Linked DNA regions of Rattus norvegicus: all the other regions are linked to region 1. A link is a contact called in public Hi-C data. All regions are on one chromosome and are shown on one strand. Each heading gives the region's core, a stretch centred on a gene start, on an enhancer-like site or on the middle of the called end of the contact. The rest is flanking DNA. Distances are from core to core; before and after follow the strand shown. Region 1 overlaps Borcs5 (BLOC-1 related complex subunit 5). Region 2 has its middle 7.2 kb from the start of Crebl2. Region 3 overlaps LOC108350781 (a long non-coding RNA gene).

Region 1 (3,185 bases), core at 5-2,504:
ACACTGCCTACCCTTATGTATTCAGACTGTCACAAAGTACTAACAAACTAGAGCTTCAGAGAAAATACATACATCTTAGGTCAAACTTCGGCAGAGTTTTAACTGCTGAGAGGGGGTACTGCTTACAGCGACATAGCCCCACATATTTGCTTTTGTTTAAATTCAGAATATAACACAAATCACAAATATAAATAAGAAAGAAAGAATAATCAGGACACGAGCTGGCAATTATTCTAACTTCAGTTTGTCTGAGGGAGGTTTTCTTTATGGCCGAGGAGACCTAAAACTTGCTCTGCAGCCCAGGCCATCCCGCCATCCCCAGATTACAGCAGTCCCTCGCCTCGGCTCCATGTACTAGGATTATAGGACGGATCCACCGTATCCACGCTGAGCTAACCATGAGATTAACTGAAATGAAAATCTAAGTTTACGACTGAAGTAGAGGGATGGTTCAATACTAAAGTGGTTTTCTATCATGGTCTAGTCTATGTAGGAAGAACTTACCTCAGTCAGGGAAAGAAAAGAGCCTAAGCTTAAACCAGGATTTTGACCTCCTTACTATGGCTACGTAGATTACACTATACCCCAAATACAATTTTAGCCAAGAGTCACCTTGGCTTCACGTGGTTCCTTGTGTTTACACTGAAGATTTTAAAGCTGGGAGTGCCCTCTCTGCCTTTGTATGGCAACTTCTCACCCATCCTTGGAGTCCAGCTCAGATGTGCTTTCCTCTGTGAAGCCTGAGTACCCCACAGGCTACGTGAATAACCCCCTTCCACACCGGGAAGGTGGCTAACATTTGAAATGTAAATAAATAAAACAATCCCCCTTCCTCACAGGCCTATTCTTTTTAGCATACTAGCAGTGTTGCTCATACTATATCACTGGGAGTTATTTAGCTGTCTAAATTGCCAAAAAACTACCTGAGTTCCTGAAGGTTAGTGGCCATGTTGTCTCATCTGCATGTGTCCTGTCTGAACACTCTCAGGCACTTAGCAATGTGTTGCAAGAAGAGACAAAAAAAGTTTTTTAAAAATGGATTAAAATTTTCTTTTTTCTACTTTTATAGAAATTACTAATTTCTACAAAGAATTAACCATTATGCCTTCCAGTCATAAACAAATAGAAACCAGATAAAGTACATGAGCTCCTCTTCAGACGCTCTGCCATGGGCAGTGCTAGACTAGCCCTAAGAGAAGGAAAACAAAGCATTCTATTTTCCTAGCTCACTGCCTGAAGGCAGTTTCCAGGATGTAGACCAGGGAGGTGACTTAGTCATGGCTGCTATAACCAGAACAACATGGATGGGTGGCTTAGTCAACAAATCTTTCTTTCTCCTAGTTCTGAAGCCTGGAACACCCACGGCCCAGAGTCTGAACCTGGTCTGGTATACAAATGGCAGTCAGTCTGCTTGCTGTCTGATTGCCTGGCAAAGATAAGCATGTTCCTCCTCTCATCGTCCCTTCCCATCCCCTATAACCTCATATGAATTCCATTGCAACGTCCAGTTTGGGACTGATAAAGACATTCAGTGCACAGCAAAGGGTATCTCTGAGAAAAGCCTAGTTTTCTTACTAATGTGGAAAGAGGGCACAGTATGGGGGAAACTAGTGTCTTCAGCTGACACAGCAAACCATGGGAGAAGCGAGACCCAAGTAAAGGGACATCCAAGCTCTGCACTAGGGGGCCTGTGGATCTCCAGCTAATACCAATCTGAAATACATGGAGTAAGATTCCATGAAGCTGGAGAGCCAACCACAGGAAAACAACTTCTGACTTCATACAAGGCCAAGTATAGTTCCTACTGCCACTAGCCACAGTAGAGAAGTGGGTAGACACTGAGGCCACCAGAGTTCTCAGAGGCAGTGCTTGGAGGAATCTATCCCCTTGCTAGCAAGGGTTATGATACACTGAAGACTGCTGTGCACTAGTTGTGGTAGCCATACCTGAAATCCCAGCACTCAAGAGGTAGAGACAGGAGGATCAGGAGTTCAAGGTCATCCTTGTCTACATAACAAGTGGACATAAGTCTACATAAAACCCTACCTCGAAAAAACAAAAACAAATGAAAAAGACTGCTTTGGGGGGGCTGGAGAGATGGCTCAGTGGTTAAGAGCACTGACTGCTCTTTCAGAGGTCCTGAGTTCAATTCCCAGCAACCACATGGTGGCCCACAACCATCTGTAATGGGATCCAATGCCATCTTCTGGTGTGTCTAAAGATAGCTACAGTGTATTCATACATAAAATAAATAAAAACTCTTTAAAAAGGAGACCACTTTGGAGAATGGGACTGGGAAGTAGAAAAGCCTAGAAAGGACTGCACTGATTACCAGGAACCTGCAACAGTGCTGGGCATGGTGGTGCACGTTTAATCCCAGCACTCAGAGGCAGAGTCAGCGGATCTGTAGGTTTGAGGCCAGCCTGGCCTACACAACGAGTTCCAGGACAGCCAGAGTTATATAAAGAGACTGACCCAAAAGGAGGGGAGAAAGGAAGAAAGTTCAAGAATAAATAATATGCAACATGTGCAACAGAGCAAAGTCCAATATCCTCCAGAGGAACACAGCAACCAAAACCATAGCATCTGCAATGTTATCAAACTTCTAGACACGCAAGAAGGAAGAGGACTTGTAGCAAACAGAGTGTTTGATCAGTAAAACACAGGCCAGGGGAAAAAAATGAATGAGAAAAAGCCAATATAAGTGCACTCAGATATCCAAATTAGAGAAAGACAGCATGAGCAGACAAATGAAAGAGACTCAGGGTGGTTACTGAAAGCTGAACAACACAGTATCTGATTTAAAAATACTGGATGGGCTTAGAACAGTATAGACGAGAGGGCAAGTAGACCTCTGAACTAGAAACACAGCGGTGAAAACAATCCAGAATAAAGATGAAGGGGAAACAACTAAAGTTAAAGGCTGAAAGCTGCACCAGGGCTGGAGACAGGCTCGCAGCAGTGTGCCTGTTTACTAAAGCCCTAGGAAGCAGAAAGGAAGCAAATGAAAAGCCCGGGGCTAGGAGGCTGCCTGCAAGCCCAGCATCTGAGGCAGGAGGATACACAAGTCAAAGCCGGCTTGTCCTACATAATGAGTTGTAGATCAATCTGGGCTGGGTTTATAGCAAGACTCTAAAGACTATATGAGAGAAAGAAAAAAGAAGGAAGGAAGGAGGGAGGGAGGG
Region 2 (3,187 bases), core at 157-2,656, 180 kb before region 1:
AGGGGGGCGTGGAGAAGAGGCTGGCCATGAGCACTTGGAGAGTAGGGGAATGGGGGAAGAAGGGACAGAGGGGGAAGCGGGTAAGAGAGCAAGAGATGAGTGAGGAGGGGGCAAGCAGCCCCTTTCATAGTGAGTCAGGCACACCTGGCTGTTACCAAGTAACTGTGGGGCGGAGCCTAGAAGAAATGCCAACACCTGCTGGAGAATCCGGAGTTCAAACTCAGCCTGAGGCTAGCCTGGGCTACATGAGACCTTGCCTCATAAGACTGTTCTCATTAAGTATATGACTGAAAAATTGACGTACCCTTTCCTAACTCTCATTAAAGGTGAACTTTTAATGTAAATTTGGTGTGAAAAAACATAATCTGGAAATAAACAATCTTTTTTAAAGGCCTACCAAAGTGTGAAGTGTGTGTGTGTGTGTGTGTGTGTGTGTGTGTGTTTATGTGTGTGTGTTGATAGTGTTTGCTTTACATGTACAAAACCTTGAGTTCAGTCCTCACAGCTCCAGCACTGTAGCCTGTGAGTGTGGTGGGGTAGGCCTGTAATCCCAGTATTCAGGAGGCAGACACAGAGATCAAGAATTCAAGGCCAGCTTTGGCTACCCACTGAATTTAGGGCCATACAAATCCTGCCTCAAAGAAAACAAACAAACAAACAAACAAACAAAAAGGAGGAAGATGGCCACGAGAGCCATTGTGTTAATGTCTGCAGTGTGTGAGTTTCTAGTTTTGTTTATTGAGACAGGATGCCTCACTATGTAGCCCAAGCTAGTGCTGAATTTGCTTCCTCAGTCTCCTGATGTGTGTCATGTGCCACCATACCTGGTTCTATAGTGAGTTTTCCTTGCGTTTTATTTTGTGTTGCTGAACATCGAACTCATGGCCCGGGGAGCAAGGCAAGTGTCCTGCCCAAGAGCCTTTCACTATTCTACCTTCTGAACCTTGTAACAGAGCATCATGAATGTTGACTCCCAGGGCCCACCCAGAAATGGCTGTTCATGAATTATCTCCCTCCAGCCTACCTTTAGAGAAGGGACAGATAGCCTGTTCCGAGTATTAAGATGTTAAAATGTAGCATGGTTTGCAGAATGCATTTGTACATTGTTCAAACCATGACAGAGAGGAGAAAGGAAAGGAGAAAAAAAAACCCTATTCAACAATTAAAAAAAAAAAAACTGATTGAAGAGAGGAAGGGGGTGGAATGAGATTAAGAGAGGAGGCGATGGAGCGAGATTTAACCGTATCAGAGGAGCCCTGCACGGGGAACAGTGTAGCATTCTGCATGGGGGAATGCAGCGCCTATTGAGACACAAATCTGGCACCAGAACAACAGGGCACTATCGCTGCGCTGATCTTCAAAGGTGTAGAGGAAAAGTGGGCGGGTCATGTGACATTCGTGAAATGCTTGAGGTGAACTCACTGCTGAAGTATTAGTCACATTCTGTGGTGTGTGTGGCCCAAGTCATTTGACAGTGAAGTATTCCCCTCCCTTGTTTTTTCCTAAATATTTAGCTTTTTTTCTTTTTCAACAATGTTTTAAAATATTCCATCTGAAAAGTCCGTTGGTGTTGTAAAGGCGTTTGGCAACATGCCTTGCCCCGTTTGGGCCTACTCAGAAAAATATGCCTACATTTACACAGCAAAGCACCTACTTAACTCTGCGTTGGTTAAGAAGTTCTGAGACAAGAGTCTGAAGGGCTATGTTCAGAGTCAGCAACCGATTTGGACTCTAGCTTTCGGAAGGAACAAAAGAAAGACAGGAAGAAAGAAGGAAGGAAAGGGAGAGAGGGAGGCTAACAAGAACAAGGAATAACATCACCCCCATGCTGCAATCTCCACACTCAAGAGGCTGAGGCAGAAGGTTTGCCACAAATTTGAGATCGGCTGGGCTACGTGTGAATTTAAGGCCCATTTGAGATTTGATAATACAGAAATCCTGTGTCAAAAGCTTGGCATAGTAGCCTGACAGTATAATCACTGTCCTTCGGAGGCAGGAGGATTGCCACAAAGATAAGGCCAGTCTTTCTACATAGCGAGTTCCAAGCCAGCCAAGGCTACAGTCAAGTGACCCACTCAAAAAACCAAATAGAGATGGCCCAGTGAGTGAGGAGCTCACTGAGCACGATGAGGACCTGAGCTCGGATCCCAGCACCTACATAAAGGCCAAGTACAGAGGGGTAGGTCTGGAACCCCAACACTGGTGTCTTAGGGTCTTCATTGCTGTGACGAAACAGCATGACCAAAGCTACTCTGGGAGGGAAGGGTTTATTGTGCTCACAGTTCCATACAACTGTTCATCATCAAAACCAGTAAGGACAAGAACTCAAGCAGGGCAGGAGGCAGAGACTGACGCAGAGGCCATGGAAGGGTGCTGCTCACTGGGCCACTAACCTAACCAAACGGGCAATATTCCTGGCCCAGTGAGAGACCCTGTATCAAAAACAGGGTAGTGATCAATTGGAAAAGACACAGGTGGCTCTTATTTGAAGAGCCAATAGGACACTTACTTAGGTAATAAGCATCTGTTCAACACGGTGTGCTCTGTAAGAGAAGGCTGGCCAGAACAGATACCTGCTTTGACTGTGTGTGGGGACGGGGGTGGGGGCGGGGCGTGGGTGTATTCTGTTTCATTGACTCAGACCTGAAGCTGTCTAAGCTTAGCGCAACCTGCGTTTACAGTTCACAGCTTTGCCTTAGGAGCCCACTGTTCCTAAGGAGTGAAAGGCTTGGTAAGCTTGGAGAGCTTTGCTGAATGGAAATCTGACAAGGGGCACATAACCAGGTTTTAGAGCCTTAAATACTATTACTTTATGGGTAGGGACACTTCGTCTGCATGTTTGTATGTGTAGCATGTGCATACTAATGCCTATGGAAGGCAGAAGAGTGCACTAGATCCCCTGGAACTGGAGTTACAGATGGTTGTGAATTACCATGTTGATGCTGGGTTCTGAACCTGGGTCCTCTGCAAGAACAGCAAGGACTCTTAACCTCTGAGTCATCTCTTTAACTTCCAGATCGCAGATCTTTAAAGAGCAAAGGGGTAGGGGTTCTGGCAATTCAGAACAAAGTGTGCTTTCTAATAGGTTATCTCTGTCTGATGAAATGAGGCAATTTAAGTCAAATTAATGTATATAAAGGCAGTTTTATTGGGTGCAGGTCTGTGGGGGACTGTCTGCAAAGTGAAA
Region 3 (3,550 bases), core at 355-2,854, 220 kb before region 1:
AAGTTAATGTCTCATTATGTAACCCTGGCTGTCCCTGGGACTCACCAGGCAAGACTTAGACTCATACAGATCTGCCTGCCTCTGTGGCCAGAGTGCTGGGATTAAAGTCTTATGCTGGCATGCCCTGCGTCTTCAAATTAAAAAATAAAAAAAGGCTATAGCCCAATGGCAAAGTGACGGTCTAACATGTAAGAAGGTTAGTCCCCAACATCACCCCCACCCCCACTCCCTCTCACACATGCTGGACTATAATAGTTGAGCTCCAGGCCAGCCTAGTTACAAAGCAGGACTATGTCTAATAAAAAGCAAATACATAAAATATTTAGTGCTTAAGAACACTGGCTGTGGGGTTGGGGATTTAGCTCAGCGGTAGAGCACTTGCCTAGCAAGCGCAAGGCCCTGGGTTCGGTCCCCAGCTCCGAAAAAAAGAAAAAAGAAGAAAAAAAAGGACCTGGGTTCAATTCCCAGCACCTACATGGCAGCTCACAACTGTCTAATTCCAGTTCCAGGGGATCTGACAACCTCACACAGACATACATACACAGGCAGAACACCAGTGTTCATAAAAAGAAATTTAGAAAATATTAAGTTACATACATTTTTATCCAGAGCAGAAGGAAGCCTCTTACCCTTTAGAAGATTGTCATCAAGCCACTTAAGTAAAGTTAAGGATGATCGGGGTTGGGGATTTAGCTCAGTGGTAGAGTGCTTGCCTAGCAAGCACAAGGCCCTGGGTTCGGTCCCCAGCTCTGAAAAAAAGAACCAAAAAAAAAAAAAAAAAAAAAAAAAAAAGGATGATCTACCATTCCTGGCAAACTGGGTGGGTGGGTGAGATGGCTCAGCAGGTAGAGGTGCTTGCCACCAATTTGACTGAGTTCTGTCCCTAAACGGAAAGAACCAGCTCCAGAAAGTTGTATCCACCATACCCCTGCCTTATGGTTCTACACACACACACACACACACACACACACACACACACACACACCAATACATTTTATTTAATATTTATTTTTAATTTGGTAATCAGTTCTGTATCTCTCCTGCTTACTGCGACACAATTCATGTGTTGGAGGAAAAAAAACGTCGTTGCTGCGCGCAGACCTTGAAAGGATGCATAGCCCGCCTTTGTTCAAATTCGTCAGGAAGGGAAGGCTGAAGAACCCGGATGCAGTTCTGCAGATTGCCGCTTGACGGCGCTGTGGCTAGCGGGCAGAGCCCTCTCTTGACCAAACTAGTCATCGGAATTCAGAGAAATCTTGGTCTCTTAGCAACCACACAGCCAAGCTTGCTGAGTACCCAGACTCAGCTATGAGTTAATTGGTGTGCTCAAAATGCAAAGCTTCAAACATCAGAGGAAGTCCCCTGGCAAATAATACCCGTTACAGGCGCGAAATCGCTACTCAAAATATTTTTTTTAAACCATTTTACAAATGTGATCACGCTCAAAAAAGCCCCGGCAGACCACCAAACCCACAGCACTTACCGTGTCTTCTCTGTTTTCTGTTCCTTTTCTTTCTAAGTCAGCGTCTCTCATGTACCCCGGGCTGATTTTGTACTCCCTGATCCTCCTGCCTCAACGTCCCCCGTCCTGGGATTACAGGCATGCATCACCACATCTGACGTTTTTCCTTGCTGGCAGCAAATCCAGGACTTTGTGCGTGCTCGGTAAGCACTATACAGTCTGAGCTCCATTCTGCCCCTCGGCTGCTTCCATAATTTGGTTCAGAGAACGTGCAGATGTCGTCATGGCAATACCCTCTAGTTTCCCCTGAGCGGGTGCACATGTGCAGGGTTAAATAGTCAGTTAAACTCGGTGTGGAATGAATTCCGTTCAGGCCTATCTCATTGACCTCAGGCCTCTCAGTTTCTAATTTTTTGAGCTGCTACAATCTAGGCAGTTCTGGACTTTTTCCAAATGTGAACACGTCAAGACGTGCTATCTATTCTTTCTCAGAAGCCTTTTTAAAAGGGTTTTTGGAGTCCGGTGAGATAATTCAATGTTTAAAGGTGCTTGATACCAAGCCTGGTCTGGACCTGAGTTTGAGCTCCTAAACCCACAGGATAGAAGGAGAAAACAGATTCCCATAGTTTGAGCTCTGATCTCTATGCATGCTGTGGTGTATGTATGTGTGCACACATACACATTCACACACACACACACACACACACACAACCACACACCCCTCCAAATAAATAGCAAACAATAAAACACTGCTTTAAGCCAGGGATGCTATACACATATGATTCTAGTACTTGAGAGGATGAGGCAAGAGGACCTGGAATTCAAGGGCTCTTTGTGCTGCAGAGAAAGACCCCGTTTCATGAAAGTTAAATTTACGCACGGTATCTTTCTTAGTTTATTTTCTTGTTCGTGTGATTAAATACTGTGACACAAAAAACTCTAGGGAGGAAAGGTTCAAATGACTGTGAAAGGTTCACAGTTCAAGGTACAGTCCATCATGGAAGCTAATTTAAGGCAGCAGGAACTTGAAAGAGTTGGTCACATCATCTTGGCAGCCAAGAACCAGTGTGAGGAAGAGGGGGAGAAGGAGGGGAGGAAGGAGAGGGAGGGAGGGAGGGAGGGAGGAAGAGTGAACCTTGCTTAGATCATTTTATCCTTTTATTCAGTCCAGGATCCTTTGTAGGAGGAACTGTACCACCCATAGTAGGCAGAAGGAATTGTACCACCCATAGTGGGCAGAAGGAATTGTACCACCCATAGTGGGCAGAAGGAATTGTACTACCCATAGTGGGCAGAAGGAATTGTACTACCCATAGTGGGCAGAAGGAATTGTACTACCCATAGTGGGCAGAAGGAATTGTACTACCCATAGTGGGCAGAAGGAATTGTACCACCTATAGTGGGCAGAAGGAATTGTACCACCCATAGTGGGCAGATTTTCCCACTCTAAATAAAGCAGTCCAGATCATTGATCATCCCCTACATAGATACACTTGGAGGCTCATCTTCCAGGCAATCTTAGATTCTGTCAAATTGGCCACACCAACCATAACAGTGTCCCATGCTTATAACCCCAGCATGTGGGAGCTAGAGGCGAGAGTTAGGAATTCAAAGCCAGGATTGGCTACAGGAGTGTGTGGGAAAACAAAAGCAAAACAAAACCAACTCAAAACAAAGGAATTGCAGGGACTGCACTGGCAACTCTCCATCAGCTCTGAGTTACACAGTAGAGTTTACGAGGTTTGGATGCCCTTCCGACTTGAAGGGTGTGGGGTTTTAGTTCTGCAGGGTAACCAAATGCATGTCCTGCGTCAGGCTGAGGAGGCAGATCTGGAGGTCTGAGGACATCATCTGGTTTGGAGCATGCAACAGCCAGTAGGGTCCTCCAGAAGTTTACTCACCAAAGCTTAGATGCAGAAGACTAACACTCCTTTAGGGGAAAGTTTCGTTGACATTGCAGTAAGGTGGCTATTGCGCTTTTCTGTAGTCATGGCAACCTGACTACGGTTCCCAGCACGACGGAGGTGGCAGGTCACAGGAGGATCTGAACCTGACGGCTAGAAACCAAAGAAGGTGCAGAGAATGGAC

What was found. Hi-C and Micro-C count contacts between places; a contact is called where the count stands out from the background.
Region 2: a contact with region 1 is called in a Hi-C map of the A7r5 cell line, with 6 times the contacts expected there. The contact joins two enhancer-like sites. A contact is called at or near these places in 6 of 12 Hi-C or Micro-C datasets (the A7r5 cell line, Schwann cells, kidney and 2 more).
Region 3: a Hi-C map of Schwann cells shows a contact between it and region 1, with 4 times the contacts expected there. The contact joins two enhancer-like sites. A contact is called at or near these places in 10 of 12 Hi-C or Micro-C datasets (the A7r5 cell line, the Rat2 cell line, Schwann cells and 6 more).

Annotation. Positions count from the first base shown.
Region 1 is chr4:169,218,345-169,221,529 of GRCr8, reverse strand. The region is part of intron 2 of Borcs5 (BLOC-1 related complex subunit 5); the gene reads right to left. Among named protein-coding and RNA genes, the nearest start is that of Borcs5, 15 kb to the right of the region's middle. Within about 2 kb of position 1,254, at least 7 of the 93 cell types and tissues checked have an H3K27ac peak or open chromatin away from gene starts, as enhancers often do. A contact at or near this core is called in the A7r5 cell line and Schwann cells, where this site is marked.
Region 2 is chr4:169,395,945-169,399,131 of GRCr8, reverse strand. No RefSeq gene overlaps it. Among named protein-coding and RNA genes, the nearest start is that of Crebl2, 7.2 kb to the left of the region's middle. Within about 2 kb of position 1,406, at least 6 of the 93 cell types and tissues checked have an H3K27ac peak or open chromatin away from gene starts, as enhancers often do. A contact at or near this core is called in the A7r5 cell line, where this site is marked.
Region 3 is chr4:169,433,610-169,437,159 of GRCr8, reverse strand. It overlaps LOC108350781 (a long non-coding RNA gene), which reads right to left. Exons shown (of 3, transcript XR_001837740.3): 1 at 1,484-3,550. Among named protein-coding and RNA genes, the nearest start is that of Crebl2, 31 kb to the right of the region's middle. Within about 2 kb of position 1,604, at least 38 of the 93 cell types and tissues checked have an H3K27ac peak or open chromatin away from gene starts, as enhancers often do. A contact at or near this core is called in Schwann cells, where this site is marked.